3 separate regions of the Mus musculus genome follow, and regions 1 and 2 are each linked to region 3. The links are chromatin contacts, called in public promoter capture Hi-C maps. All regions are on one chromosome and are shown on one strand. Each heading gives the region's core, a stretch centred on a gene start, on an enhancer-like site or on the middle of the called end of the contact. The rest is flanking DNA. Distances are from core to core; before and after follow the strand shown.

Region 1 (4,280 bases), core at 1,352-3,851, 2.1 Mb after region 3:
CGCGTTGTCCAGGACAACGGCTTTCAACCCACAGACAACCCCTCCTTCCGCGGGAAACCGAGGACTCCGGTGGGTAGGCAAAGGAGGCCAGAGCCCAAGAGCCCAGGCCAAAGAGTAGGTATTGCAGATGCTTTTGAGTTAAGAGGTTGGTGACTAGCAATCACGGCCGAGCATCAGCCCAAGGATGAAATGAATTTAGCTTCTTAAACTACCCGCTCAGGACGCCTAGTCCTTTTTTCTCAGAACCATACTAGTCCTTCCTCTTCCCTTGGCTCCCTCAGTCATAACAACAGCCATTTTCATCATGCCCCCAGAGACCCACTTCTTGCCTCTCTTACCTGGGGGGCGCTTTTTTGCACACAGTGCCATCTCACCCAGCAAGGTTCCAGCAATCCATGGGAGACCCTGCAAGAAAGTAACAGACACACGCAGAATTCTTCACTGCCCACATCAGATGCCTTCTGAAAACTATCCTAGCTCTGCTCTGCCCTGCCCTCCCCACCTCCTCCAACTCCACTAACGCTCACCTTCCTGCACTGACATGAAAACCTGAGAGAAAAGGGAGGCCTTCCCTCTGTCCTGGAAAACATGAGGGAACTGAGAATTTACAGAAGCCAGAGCCTATAGGGAAAGGGCCTAGAAGAGACCAGATATAACAAGTGAGACGTAGCTCTCAAGGTATCCACCTGAGGAACAATGGCTGTCCCGTGTGCCGTCCTAGTGGCAATGACAGCTGCTGCCGGTACTAGAAAGCAGAATGTGCCCTAGTGGGTTGGGTGGAGAGCTAGGAACCAGGAAACACCTGGCAGAGCATCAGGAAGCAGGGTGGCCATGTTCCACCCTTCTAGAAAGCTCCTAATGTCCCCACCCCTACTTTCATTACTGGGGCTTCCATTATCACCTCCTCCCCAGGAGGGTTCTCATCAGACACATGGCCACCACTTCCTGCAGACAGTCCTCAAACCATTTCCTCTCAATCTTGTCCAGCCACCCTCTGGGGCCATCAGAGAGGTCTTCCCAGTCCTGCTAAGGGGTCACCATTCTCTCTCACCCCGAGTCTACTCCAGTCAGAATGACACTAAGAACAGGCTCAAGAGAGCCTCTGCTTCCTCCCACCCTCTCATGTACTTTCTCCTAAAAAGGTGTAAGTCCAGGCCACAGGAAACTCCTCTTCCTTCAGATGGAAAGCCTTGCCCCTCCTTAGTTCCCTTGCCTCTAGCCTGTCAGTCCCAAGAGATACTAATTGCCTGTCTGCCCAATCTCTGTAATTACTGACTGTGGTCCTAGCCCAGCCATCCTCTCCCGCTCTCCCTTCACTAATGTGCACTCCCTCCTTGACCTCAGAGCAGACAGTCCTGAGGGGCACTAAGTCCTTTTCACTCCTGACTCTCCACAACTGTGGCAAGCAACAGTGGCTGCCCCCTTGGCTCTGGAAGAAAAACCTCATGAACAATTTGGCGATGCCAAACCCTCTTCCAGGGCCCCAGCCAGGGTCTCCACCCAATCTAGAGCATGAGTCACGGGGAGGGTGGAGTGTGGAACCAGACGCTAAAGGAGAGGATGCAGGGTGGGCATTGCTGGCTCCTACCCAGCCCCACTCGAGTGGGAGGCTATCAAGCATCGTTAGCCCTAACATCTGGGTCTTCCTTCTTGGAAAGAGTTAACAGTGGAGCAAGCTGACCATCAAGCGTCAAGTCTGGATACAGATCAGGAAAGTACTTTTACCTCTAGGACCCTGGGGAGACTGAGAACAACTTTGGCCCCAATCCTCGAGAGGGGTGCAGTAACAAGGTCCCCCTCTCAGGATATCCTGGTTTTCTAAACCGACTAGGCCCACCAGCCACGTCGCCTTGCCCCGTCACCCTACCCCAGCCCCCTCTGCAGCCACATCTGGGATAAAAATAGCCAGCCATGGGAAAGAGGCAGCGCTCCACGAAGGAAAAAAGACTCCTCCTCTGGGTCTGGCCTCCGCTCCTTTCCAACCAAGAGCCTTTTCAGGGGAAGCTAGCAGATAGACGAGACAGGAGAAAACAATAATACCGGAGGCCACCTTCCTTCCCTCTCCAAGGACAGTATCCAGGACCCACCACACAGCTCTGAGCTCCCAAAGCTAACATCCCTGGCACCCTTGGTTTTCCTGGGGCACAGAGAGACCTCCACCTTCCCGGGACAAATCCTATCAGCCCCAAACTCCCTCTCTAGGCACCTAAAGGCTGGCACCAGGTTACTCCTCACACCCCAGCTCCGCACGCCCCTTCGGGGCCCCATTTTCCCAGCTTGCGCACAGCTACCGGTTCTCTCCATCCTGGTAGCCCTTCTCTCCAGCCTCCCACAGCCGCTCCCCGTGGCACCGCTGCCCGCGCCTCCCAGAGCCGACCCTCCCGGTCCACACCCCCGGCCCCACGGTGGCAGCGCCTTACCTTAGCGCTCCGCGCGCGGCGCTCGGCCCGGCGGCCCCGTCCGGCCCATGCCGGGGGCTGGGGCGGGGGCGCTCGGCTCCGCTGCCCGCAGGCTCCCGCCCCCCCACAGCAGCCCGGCTCTCCTGACCCCCCCGGGGCCCCGGCCCGCTACTTTGTGTCAGTTTCGGCCGCGGGGCGGAAGTGACGGCTGCGGCCACGGGCGGGGGGCGGGAGGGGCTTTGGGGAGGTGAGGGGCGCGGCGTGCGCCATCTTGGTGCGTAGGGAAGGGGGGGGTCCCAAGCTCCAGCCGGGACACGCACACAATCGGCGAGGCTGGAGGACGCTGGGATGCTGCTGCTTTATTTTGGAAGCCAGAAACCGAGCGAATGCTGCTTTCTCTGCCAGAAACCATCTTCGGGGAGGAGCCTGATGCGGGAGTAGTGATGAAGAAGCCCCGTAGCACACTTCTCTCTAGCCCAAGTCTCTGCTGTGCTTCCCTCCTCGCCCTGGCTCATCTCAAGGCCTTTCACTTCCTGAAAAGGCACAGCTATGCATTGACTGGGAGTTGTGCCTCAGTTTCTCCACTTGGTTCTCCTGACGATAAGTAGTTGACTTTGCCCCTTACCACATTCCCTTGGGTGGTATATTACGCGCGCGGACACACACACCTCGAAGAACTATCTGAGGTCGTTGGCGCTCCTGTCAGGCCAAAGGTAGGAAACGTAGAGATTTCCCGAGCTGGCAGCCAGAAGACAGGAAGATAGCTCCGAGGCAGAGCCCTTGCCTAGGCCCTAAATCAAATCCCTAATGCCACAAAGTACGAGTGGTTTTGTTGTGTTGTTGTTGTTGTTTTGAGTCAGTGGGAGGGGATGTCTCACTATGTAGCTCTGAAAGGCCTGAAATTCTCAGAGACCCTAGGCGTGCTCCATCACTTCCGAGTCAAACTTAAACTGGGTTTTGTTTGTTAAAAAGATTCACTCTTAAACCGGGCGTGGTGGCGCATGCCTTTGGTCCCAGCGTGCGCCTTCGATCCCAGCACTCCGAGGCAGAGGCAGGCGGATTTCTGAATTGGAGGCCAGCCTGGTCTACAAAAAGTTCCAGGACAGCCAGAGCTATACAGAGAAACCCTGTCTCGAAAAACCATTAAAAAAAAAAAAGATTCACTCTTGTTAGGTGTGTTGAGTAACACGCTGAAGTCAAAGCCGTTATGGTCTGCATAGAAGATTTCAGTACTCCATAGGGAGACCTCGTCTTAAGACGAAAAAGTGAAGAAGGGAGAGTAGAGGAAACCAAGCTTCTCTCGAGAAGCTCCCAGGCCCTACCCCTCAAAGGATCCTAGGATCCCTCCACCCACCCGATTCTAGAAACCTTCCCAAAGCCAGCGTGCACACCCTCTGGCGGCTCCTTTAAGGAACTGCGTGCCTGGAAGCTCCCAGGGTAGAAGACCAGTCTGGAGTCCTTCAGGAGTGGTAAACAGAAGTGTCCTAGTCTGGCATAGTAATACAAAGAATATCTGTCTTGCGTGCTGGCCAGCTCATGGTGCTCTTGCAGAGTGGGATAAGATTGGTCCTTGTCACAGCTTACACTCCAGCTGAGCTAGAGTAACCAAGTCTGAAGCCTTGAGTTGAGATGCCATCACCTTTGGAAATGGTTCTAAATCCTCAGGATGGTGCAGAGCCACCAGGAGCTGGTATTCGGCTGTGCCCAGGGTGGCCCCCACCATAGGAGCCACTGGAGGCACCCACCACCAGCCATTACCAGCGCTGTAATGGAAAGACAAAGGGAGGGGTCAGAGGTGGCTCTTAGACACACCTCTTCCCATAAGCCAGGACTAGTAAGGCAGGCCCTCACACTATTCCTGTCATGACATCCAACAGTGAG
Region 2 (4,536 bases), core at 170-2,669, 2.0 Mb after region 3:
GGCCTGATGCTTCCCATTGCATCTCTCTGAACCTCAGGCTCCTCCCAAAGCTTTATGTCAATCCTGTAGAGGATTAAAAACGTGTAAAATACAGGGTGGGTTAATACCTGAAATCCCAGCACTCAAGAGATAGAGGCAGAAGAGGCACAAGTTTGAGGCCAGCCTGGGTTATGGGAGAGCCTGTCTAATATATATATATATTTTCTTTATATATATATATATAAAGAAAATATAGGTAGGGGTAACAAACCAAGCTTGAGGAATTCTACCTTCCAGGCAGAAAGAAAGCCTGGAAGCCACTGTCCCCACGACCAGCACAGGATAAATCTCCCCCATGTCCTTTGGCTCTTTCTATGTTGTTGAATAAGCCCTCAGCCCCTAAAATAACCTGTAGAGAAGCAGTCTCCCAGTTCCTCCAGAAGAGACCAGGCAGGCTGCTGGGCCTGAAGCCAGAGCCCACAGAGAGGCCTAGACCTACAAGGCAGAGTGCAAGGAAGGTAAACACAGTGCCCCTACCCTACCCTCCGCCTGGTCCACCTGCTAATCAGGGAGGGCTGGGGCAGGGGGCGGAGGCACAGTTCCAAGAGGTCCCACATCCTTTGCTGTCAAACTCACAGGATTGGGATGGATGTGGGTGTTGGCATTCTGCATGCTAGGGCTAGTTGGCTAAAGGAGTAAGTTTGTGAGGCGGGAACACCCATGACTCAGAGCCCATGATGTCAGACCCTTCACCGTCGGGTCACTGTCATTACACACGACATGGAATGTAGTAGAACTAAGGAAAGCCACGCGAGGTGCCACAACTAAAGCAGAGAGAGCCAGTGGCATAAAGGACTCTCCAGAAGGGACTACTACTGTTCCACTAGGGCGCGCCCTCTGGGTATCTCTTTTTGGAGCGACCCGGGATGCAGTTGAGTAAGACTGGGAACACTGGGAACCAGACACCAGAGTCAGGTTTCAGGAAAACACACTGTCCTGTACTCAGACTTGAGGTAACTGGCCAGACACAGACAGGAGCACGCAGTTATAGGCGCTAGACGCAACAGGGGGCGCGCGAACCTCCACCGCGTCAGCACAGGTGAGTCAGCCCAGGCTAGCAGCCGGTACCGGCGGGGCTCACTCTGCGAACGGAACCAGACAGTGTCACATTCCCCACGCCCGCTCCGGGTTCCTCTTACCCAGCGCGCGGCAGCTCCCGAGGACCAGCGCGACCGCGGGCGCGGCCAGCAGGGCGACCAACAGCGTGCAGCCGACGGTCAGCATGCTTCCTTCTACGCGGGACGGCGGGCGGCAGAGCGGCTCCGCAGCCGGGGCCGGGCGGCCGGCAGACTGGGGCAGCGAGAGCAGTCGCCCTCGGCCTCGGGCTCCACACTCAGCTCGCACTGCGAGCGCTCGCCCCGGCGTGGCTCAGATCGGTGTGGGCGCGACTTCCCACATGCACGTGACACACAGCAGCCGGCCGTCCTGGCAACAGTGAAACATTTGAGGAACCGGTGCTGAAGCTCCTCTTGGCAGCCCCGGCTCGCGGTTACGAAAGCCCAGTAGGATGGCGCAATCGGCCAGCGCTCCGGGCCACCGGAGGGGGTTACTTCCTGCAGCCGCGCCACACCTGAGCCCCCAGGGACCCCCACCAGGGCCCCTCCCCAGGTTTTGACGCTGAGATAAGGAGAAATATCCCCCTCCTTCCTTCCATCCGCGCCTCCGCTTGAGTTTTGCTTTCATGAGCGCCAGCCAGTGGCTCTGGCTGTTAAAGTAGAAGGCAGGTCAGTGTCCTGGGTGCTTACGGGAATCAAACAGGGAATCCGAAAAGACACCGATGTCTGCTTCGAGCCCAGAGATTGTGATTTAATTGGTCTGAAGGAAAACTTAGGCGTCCATAACCTGAGAAAAAGATTTCCTCTCATCTTCCAGTGGAGGAGCAGCTCTTTGAAGGCTACTGCAGAGGCAACGAAACCAGTGTGCGCTTTTGAGTCTGGCCCAGAGACACATGTGTTACCCTCCTCAAGATTGCTATCCCGATCCGGAAGTCTCAGTTTTCTCACCTATTAGAGATGTATTTTTAAGCCCATGATAAAGATTCCTGGAAACACTGTCGATGTACCTGGAGCCTAACTGCTCAACAAGGAGTAGGGCTTTGATTACCCATCATGACTTGACTGGACACAAAGGAACCGGCGTTTGCTATTTACCAGACTCCACCAAGGTTCCCTTCCAAGCTACAGAGCTTGAAGCTACAGGGCAGCTTCCCATGCAAATGCAGAGGGAAAGAAACACACTGAAAAGAAAATTTAGGGCTGGTGAGATGGCTCAGCGGTTAAACGCACTGACTGACTTCCGGAGATCATGAGTTCAAATCCCAGCAACATGGTAGCTCACAACCATCTGTAATGAGAAACAAATAAAACCTATGGGCCTGAGCGAGCCGGGCCGGAGCAAGAGGGAGAAGGGAAGGGATAAGAAAAAAAAAAGAAAGAAAAGAAAATGTAGATGGGGAGCCCTGGACCTACACCAGTATGTTTTAATGTATTCTTCCATTTCAGGGTTCAGCTGATTAGAGTCCATGGGGCAACTGGAATGTGTGTGTGCTGGCTGAACCCCTAAATAAGACATGACCTTATTTAAGCAACATGCTGGCCTCAGACCTAGGCATCCACCGCTCTCTGTGGATGTCAGAACCAAACCTGTACCCAGGACAATGGGATTGGTTTTGATGGCACTTCCTCAGCCACGCTATAAGTCGGAGAGAAAGGCATGGTTGTTCTCTCTCCCTGTGGTGGGGCAGGCATTTGGGAAGCAGAAGCAGGTGAATAGCTGTGAGTCTAAGGCCCTGTCTAAAAAAAATACATATTTTTTTCTCCTGCTATTTAAAATGGGATTAAATAGCAAGAGGATGTGGTAGTACACACCTGTAATCCCAAAACTCTGGAGGCTGAGGCAGGAAGATCCAGAGTTCGAGGCAAGCATAGTGGAACTTGCCCTATCTTAAAAATATAATTAATTTCCAACAGACTCTCATTGTGCTGCCTCCTTCCTTTCTGTGGTAAACAGAGACCTGAAAATAATTGCAGAGAGACAAGTTGCTGGCCTGAAACAGGAAGGCTACAGAAGGCTGCCAGCTCAGATAGAAGGAATGTTGAAGGCAAGAGCAGACATCTCAGACACGACCCGGCAACCCTGGCCAAGTGGCTTCCCCCCATCCACCCCGTTTTGATCCTGGAGTGTGGGGGGGGGGGTGTTCCATAGTCAGATGAGTTTAGTTCCCATCCCAGGTCTACTGCTTGATAGCTGTAGGATTTGGGCAAGTTATAGTTAATTTCTCTGTGTTGTTTAGATATTTCTCAACCCTAATTTTAATGATGGTTTTTAAACACTTTAACCTCCCTCCTAGAGGCAGTGGAAATGGAAAGTTATTAGGATACAGGAATTAGGTAGTTAGGATATTAGGAGGTGGATCTGTCTAGAAATTGTTCTTTGGAGCAAATCCCATCCACTTGCAAATACTTGATGAATATAGCAGCAGTCCAGGTCGGTAGTGTCAGGATAACAAACACAAATCAACAGCAGTGTTGGCACAACCTAGCAGAAACAGCCAGGCCTCGGCCGAATCTGCATGAGTTAGCAGGAGTGATTAGGCCTGGAGAAGTTCTTTGCCTTACTTCTCTTAACAAAGTGAAGATCAGCGAAGAAGACCAGGAAGCATTGCAAAGCTAGCTATGCAAGCAAGCCCTTTCCCACTGTCCATTGAGTCTTAGTTATCCGCTCTCCAAACATAACGTGTTCTCAAATGGGTCTCGCCTCAGTATGTGAGTCTGTCTTAGCAAAACTCCACTTGAGTCTGTATCAGCTGACATCACTCTGCCCGAGTCCATGGAAGCAGCAAGAAGCCACCAGAACACCACTAGAAACGTTTCCAGTATGTTTCTCTCTATGGAGTCACAACAAATGGAGCTCAACAATGAAATGTAAGGTGAACTGATCCTTGCATGTAGTTAGAGAAGAATCCTACATCATGGGTCCTTTCACGGGTCTGCTTTAGCAAAACATCCTTTTACCTTGTGTCTGCTTCAGGAAAATACTCCTTCATGTCACATGTTTGCCCCAGCAAAATACCATGCCACACAACTGACTTTCCAAAGAACTCAAGTTTCTACTTCATCTCAGAGCCTTTTTTACTGATTTGTGTGGTAAGAATTTATAATATACAAAGTATTAGTGTTGTGCTTCAAGTCCTGGTATGATGGCTCCTGCCTTTAATCCCAGCACTTGGGAGGCAGAAGCAGGCATATCTCTGTGAGTTTAAGGCCAGCCTGGTCCACAGAGTGAGTTCCAGGTCATCCAGGGCTACACAGAGAGTCCACCTTCACTTTCCCACCCTCTTTCCTGTACCAGAGCCTTGCGTGTAGGTAAGTTTCTACAATGATGTCCGTGGTTTCTAATCTGCATGCCTTGTTCAAGCTTATCCTCTGGCCAGGCCTTCCTTTCCTTTAGTCTTACACCCTACTCTGCCCTCACACTCGTCTCTGACAGGCACGGTGG
Region 3 (4,690 bases), core at 1,250-3,749:
AAGGTCAGTTGCCCTTTCTTAAGGCCTTACTGCTCCAAAGGTGGCGGTTTGCAGGTGCTGCTCTGTCTAACAGCTTGTTAGAAATGCATACACCCCCAAACCTGACAAAATCTGCTCTCTATGAATTCCCAGTCGCAAAGAACAAAGGGAAGCCTGACTCCCCAAGGGTCTAGGCTTCTGCTCATGCTGTAACTGAGCCTCTGAGGTGCTTGGCTTGGCTCAGGGCAGCTGGGGGAGCGGAGGTAAGGACTGGATATTAAATTGCAGCCAAAGCCAGGAAGGTTTATGGCAACAAAAGGAACCTGCTTGTGGCGTGCTGTCTGCATGGGCCATTGAGGGAGGGGCCGGGAGGGCTGCTGCCAGCAGAAAACTTTCTTTGTGTGTGTGTGTGTGTGTGTGTGTGTGAGAGAGAGAGAGAGAGAGAGAGAGAGAGAGAGAAGCTGAGGATCAAATCTAAGGCCTCTTTCCTGCTCTATCACCCGAGTTCCATTCTCAGCCCCATCAAGAATTTAGAAGTTGCTCTTGCTCTTCCTCTCTGCCCCCCCCCCCCCGCCACCCCTCCTCCGTATTCATGGCTACTCCTCTACCCACTCTGCCTTTCTCTGTCTCTACTACCCCCTCAACTCCCCTCCCCATGCCCTAAATAAACTCTATTCTACACTAAAGTAATAATAACTTAGAAGTCTTACTGATACCTTTTAGCCAAGTGGAGAAGAGGGTAGGACCCTCAGTTTTAATTAAATTGGAATGTGCATGATTTGAGTTTAAAAACATGTAAAATTTCATACTTATAGGACACAAAAAAAAACTCATTAAACTTTTTTTTTTTTTTTTTTTTGGTTTTTCGAGACAGGGTTTCTCTGTATAGCCCTGGCTGTCCTGGAACTCACTTTGTAGACCAGGCTGGCCTTGAACTCAGAAATCTGCCTGCCTCTGCCTCCTGAGTGCTGGGGTTAAAGGCGTGTGCCACCACGCCAGGCATCATTAAACTTTTTAAAGAATTTGTGATTAGGGTTGAAGAGGTGGTCAGTTGCTGCTCTTCCAGGAGACTCAAGTTCAGTTCCCTGAACCCATGTGAATGGGCTCACAATGACCTGCGACTCCAGCCTCAGGGGATCTGACACTCTCTTCTGCACACCACACATGTAGCATGCATTCACAAACACAAATAAAAACTTCAAATCTGAGCTGGTGAGATGGCTCAGTGGTTAAGAGTGCCTACTGCTCTTCCAATGGTCCTGAGTTCAAATCCCAGCTGTTTGTGGACCATTTGAACTCATACATGGTGGCTCACAACCATCCCTAATGAAATCTGAGGCCCTCTTCTGGAGTGTCTGAAGACAGCTACAGTGTCTTACAAATAATAAATGAATAAATAAATATTAAAAAAAACCTTCAAATCTGCTGGGCAGTGGTGGTGCACCCGTTTAAGAGGGAGAGGCAAGTGGATCTCTGAGTTTGAGGCCAGCCTGGTCTACATGAGTTTCAGGACAGCCAGGGCTACACAGAGAAACCCTGCCTTGAAAAACCAAAAACAAACAAACAAAAACCAGAAACCTTCAAATCTCTTTAAAAAGAGAGTATGCAGGCCAGCCAGCCAGGGCTACATACTAAGACTGTCTCCCCCGGCAGTGGTGGCACACTTCTGTAATCCCAGCACTTGGGAGGCAGAGGCAGGCGGATTTCTGAGTTTGAGGTCAGTCAGAGTGAGTTCCAGGACAGCCAGGACTGCACAGAGAAACCCTGTCTTGAAAAATAAAAAAAAATAAAAAAAAAAGACTGTCTCAATAAAAATAAGATATAAAACAATTAGATATAAACAACAAAAAACCCATTGCACAGAGATGTAATTACAACAAAATCTTGTTTGGTTTGAGATCTGAGATCAAGTTTTGCGCACATCATTCCTTAGAATATAACCCAGGCCAAATACAGTCTTCAAATTAATACTATATATCTCCAAACTAGATTTAGTGGTATCCAACTGTCTTTATCGTTTAGGACCTCCTTATTCTAGTGAGGGTAATTGGTGATAGTCCAGATACAGCTGTTAATTTAGAGTAGACTGAAATGGTAGGACTCGAACTCTTATACCGCCACCAACAGAAGCACGTGGAGTGTGTGGGGTACACCTCTTGCCTTGGCGGTCTAACTAGTTAGAAGTCAGAGGCGCAGAGCAAATACGTGGGTTGGGACATGGCACGTGGTAGGGGGGACAGAGCGCAAGGCAGGCCACAGTAGGCCCCGCCTGGCCAGGGCATTCAGAGGAGCCCGGGGAGGGGCACGTGCAGCCTGTCCAGCGGGCGCCAGCTCCTTTTGGGCTGGCACCCACCACCCGCCCGCACACAAAGCCCGCTCGGCGCGCTCGGCACTCGGCTCTTCAAGCCTGTGCCTCTGAGCCCCGCCTGGCGGCCTCCAGGTTGGGTGTGAGGCCGGGGCAGGCTGTAGGCGTCGATTGGCTGCGCGCATCGAACCGCCGCGGGCGGGAGCGCGAGGGGAGGAGTGGGCCGCGGGGGGTGGAGGAAGCGGCCTCGCTCGCGCCGAGGAGGGAGCAATTGAATTTCAAACACAAACAACCACACGAGCTAGCGCTCCCGGAGCCGTGTGTTGCCCACCGCGCCCGGCCCTGTCCGAGCGGCGCGCGGGCGCAGACGCCGTGGCTGCCCCGGAGCTCGCGTCGGGGGCCGGCATCGAGGCGGGGGCCGCGCGAGGGCCGGAGCGCAGCGGCGCCGCAACCGCCGCACGCGCAAACTTGGGCTCGCGCTTCCCGGCTCGGCGCGGAGCCCGGGGCGCCCGCGGCCCCGCCATGTCGCGATCCAACCGGCAGAAAGAGTACAAGTGCGGAGACCTGGTGTTTGCGAAGATGAAAGGATACCCACACTGGCCGGCCCGGGTGAGTGGCGCGGCCGTCGCGGGCCCTGCTGCGGGTTGCATAACGCTCGGGAGGGCACGGCCGCCGAGCGCGGAGCGGGCGTAGGGGCAGGGGTGCCAGGCCTGTTCTGGCTGGCGGGAGCCCACCACCGCTTACATAACGGAGGCGATCGCGGCCGGCACCTGGCGGGCAGCGCCGCGTGCTCAGTTCGCCCTCACCCCTCCGTCACAGCGGCCGAGGCTTCGGGCTCACGGTGGCGGGGGGGGGGGGGGGAGCGGCCCGATGGTGTGTCGCTTCTTTCGCCGCGAATCCCAACCCCTTCTCGGAGCCCCGCTTGAGCCCTGAGTCTCCATTGATAGTTGCCTCCAGTTCAGGTTTCTCTGGCTGGACGAACGGGTGCGAGGGGTCTCAGTTCACAGAGGGTTAGGTGGATGTAGAGTTGGCGACTCACAAACTTTCTTGGAGCATTTTGGTAGGAACTCTGAAGTTGGGAGGGTCGTGAAATGTTTGGGGACGACTTACTTAAAAATGGTCTTGCCTGGCCTGGTGACTCTGCCATAACCGATTTAGCCCCCAGCTCTACAAGAACATCCCTCCATATGCCTCCAGCTCAGACTTGGAACTGGAGGCAGCAGGGCCCCCGTGTGCTTTGGGAAATCCAGTACAGACGACCTTAGCGCGGTGTGGGGGATTGTGGGACGCTGGAGTTTCCTCGGCTTCCCATTAGTGAGCGTCTCCAGTCAGGGAGGCCGGTGTCAGCCATGTGGTTGTTTGAACCCGCCAAGAGTAGGGCCTTCCCCATTCCAGCACCTGGCCAGGTGGGAGGGTGGGGCAGAAAGCCTGCTGTGTTTATCACCTTCCCTCCCAGGAAAAGGTGTGTGTGTGTGTGTGTGTGTGTGTGTGTGTTGGGGGGAGGGTTGCTTCTGGGAATTTTTCAAAACGATTGTAGAGGGGGCCCTTGATACCGAGTGAGGGCATGACTCAGCCCCTTAGGGTGTGGAACTTGTGTAAAAGAAATCCTCGGGCAGAAAGGCCTGGAGGGAGGGGTCTCAGGCAGGATTGCCTTGTGAATTTTACAGTATGGCTGACTGTTCATCTGGCTCAGTACGACTCTGAGGCTCCATGCTGTCTTCGTTCCTATTCAGGGTGTCAGGACACCTTGATCTTTGAGAAAACTCAAGTGGCCCTCCATATTCTCTCTCTCTCCCTCCATCCCAAGGAGTGTGTTCAATCCTACTTGCCTGAGCCTTGCTCACTGAAACTTTAAAATGGGTCAAGTAAGGCCTGGGTCTGGCCTGGGAGTGCAGTGCAGAGAGAGAGAGGCCAGACTCTTTCCAGAAGCTTAGAGGGCCTCGAGGGCCTGACTGAAGCTAGGCTTTGTATATGTGTGTCATGTAAACACTCATGTAATTTATTACCTTGCATCCTCTGATCCATTGGCTTCTTGGTCCAGATGCCAAGGCACTGGTAGGGAGGGCAAGAGCTGGACCCAGGTTTCTACTGCTTTTCCCTGCTGGGGGTGAGACAAAGTTCAGAGGTAAGCTATGTCTGAGGAAAGAGAAGTAGTTATGGAATGTTGATTTACAGAACCTTCTGGTATGCCTTATTTCATGAGATTTTGGGGCCCCATGAACAAGTCCCTCTGATTTTGGTGTTCCTTGGGTAGAGGATAGCCCTTGGAGTAGATATACCATCTATTATTTCTTTTCATTATGAGTGTCTAGGAGAGATGGGCAGGAGAGAGAGACAATTTCTTTCTATTGAAGCCAGGACTTTTGAGCTGAAGTTGTAAATGGGTCTCAAAGAGACACCCCAACA

Evidence for each region. Promoter capture Hi-C pulls out the DNA fragments that hold promoters and counts their contacts.
Region 1: a contact with region 3 is called in a promoter capture Hi-C map of pre-B cells, with 2.9 times the contacts expected there. The contact joins the promoter of Atp8b2 here to the promoter of Hdgf in region 3. A contact is called at or near these places in 2 of 39 promoter capture datasets (hippocampal neurons and pre-B cells) and 1 of 9 other capture datasets (liver).
Region 2: a promoter capture Hi-C map of liver shows a contact between it and region 3, with 5 times the contacts expected there. The contact joins the promoter of Il6ra here to the promoter of Hdgf in region 3. A contact is called at or near these places in 2 of 39 promoter capture datasets (both in liver).

What each region holds. Positions count from the first base shown.
Region 1 is chr3:89,960,737-89,965,016 of GRCm38.p6, forward strand. It overlaps Atp8b2 (ATPase, class I, type 8B, member 2), which reads right to left and starts at 2,602. Exons shown (of 28, transcript NM_001081182.3): 1 at 2,421-2,602; 2 at 339-405. The coding sequence starts at 369. It also overlaps the pseudogene Aqp10-ps.
Region 2 is chr3:89,911,777-89,916,312 of GRCm38.p6, forward strand. It overlaps Il6ra (interleukin 6 receptor, alpha), which reads right to left and starts at 1,420. Exons shown (of 10, transcript NM_001310676.1): 1 at 1,179-1,420. The coding sequence starts at 1,263.
Region 3 is chr3:87,903,822-87,908,511 of GRCm38.p6, forward strand. Hdgf (heparin binding growth factor) reads left to right here and starts at 2,500. Exons shown (of 6, transcript NM_008231.4): 1 at 2,500-2,893. The coding sequence starts at 2,807.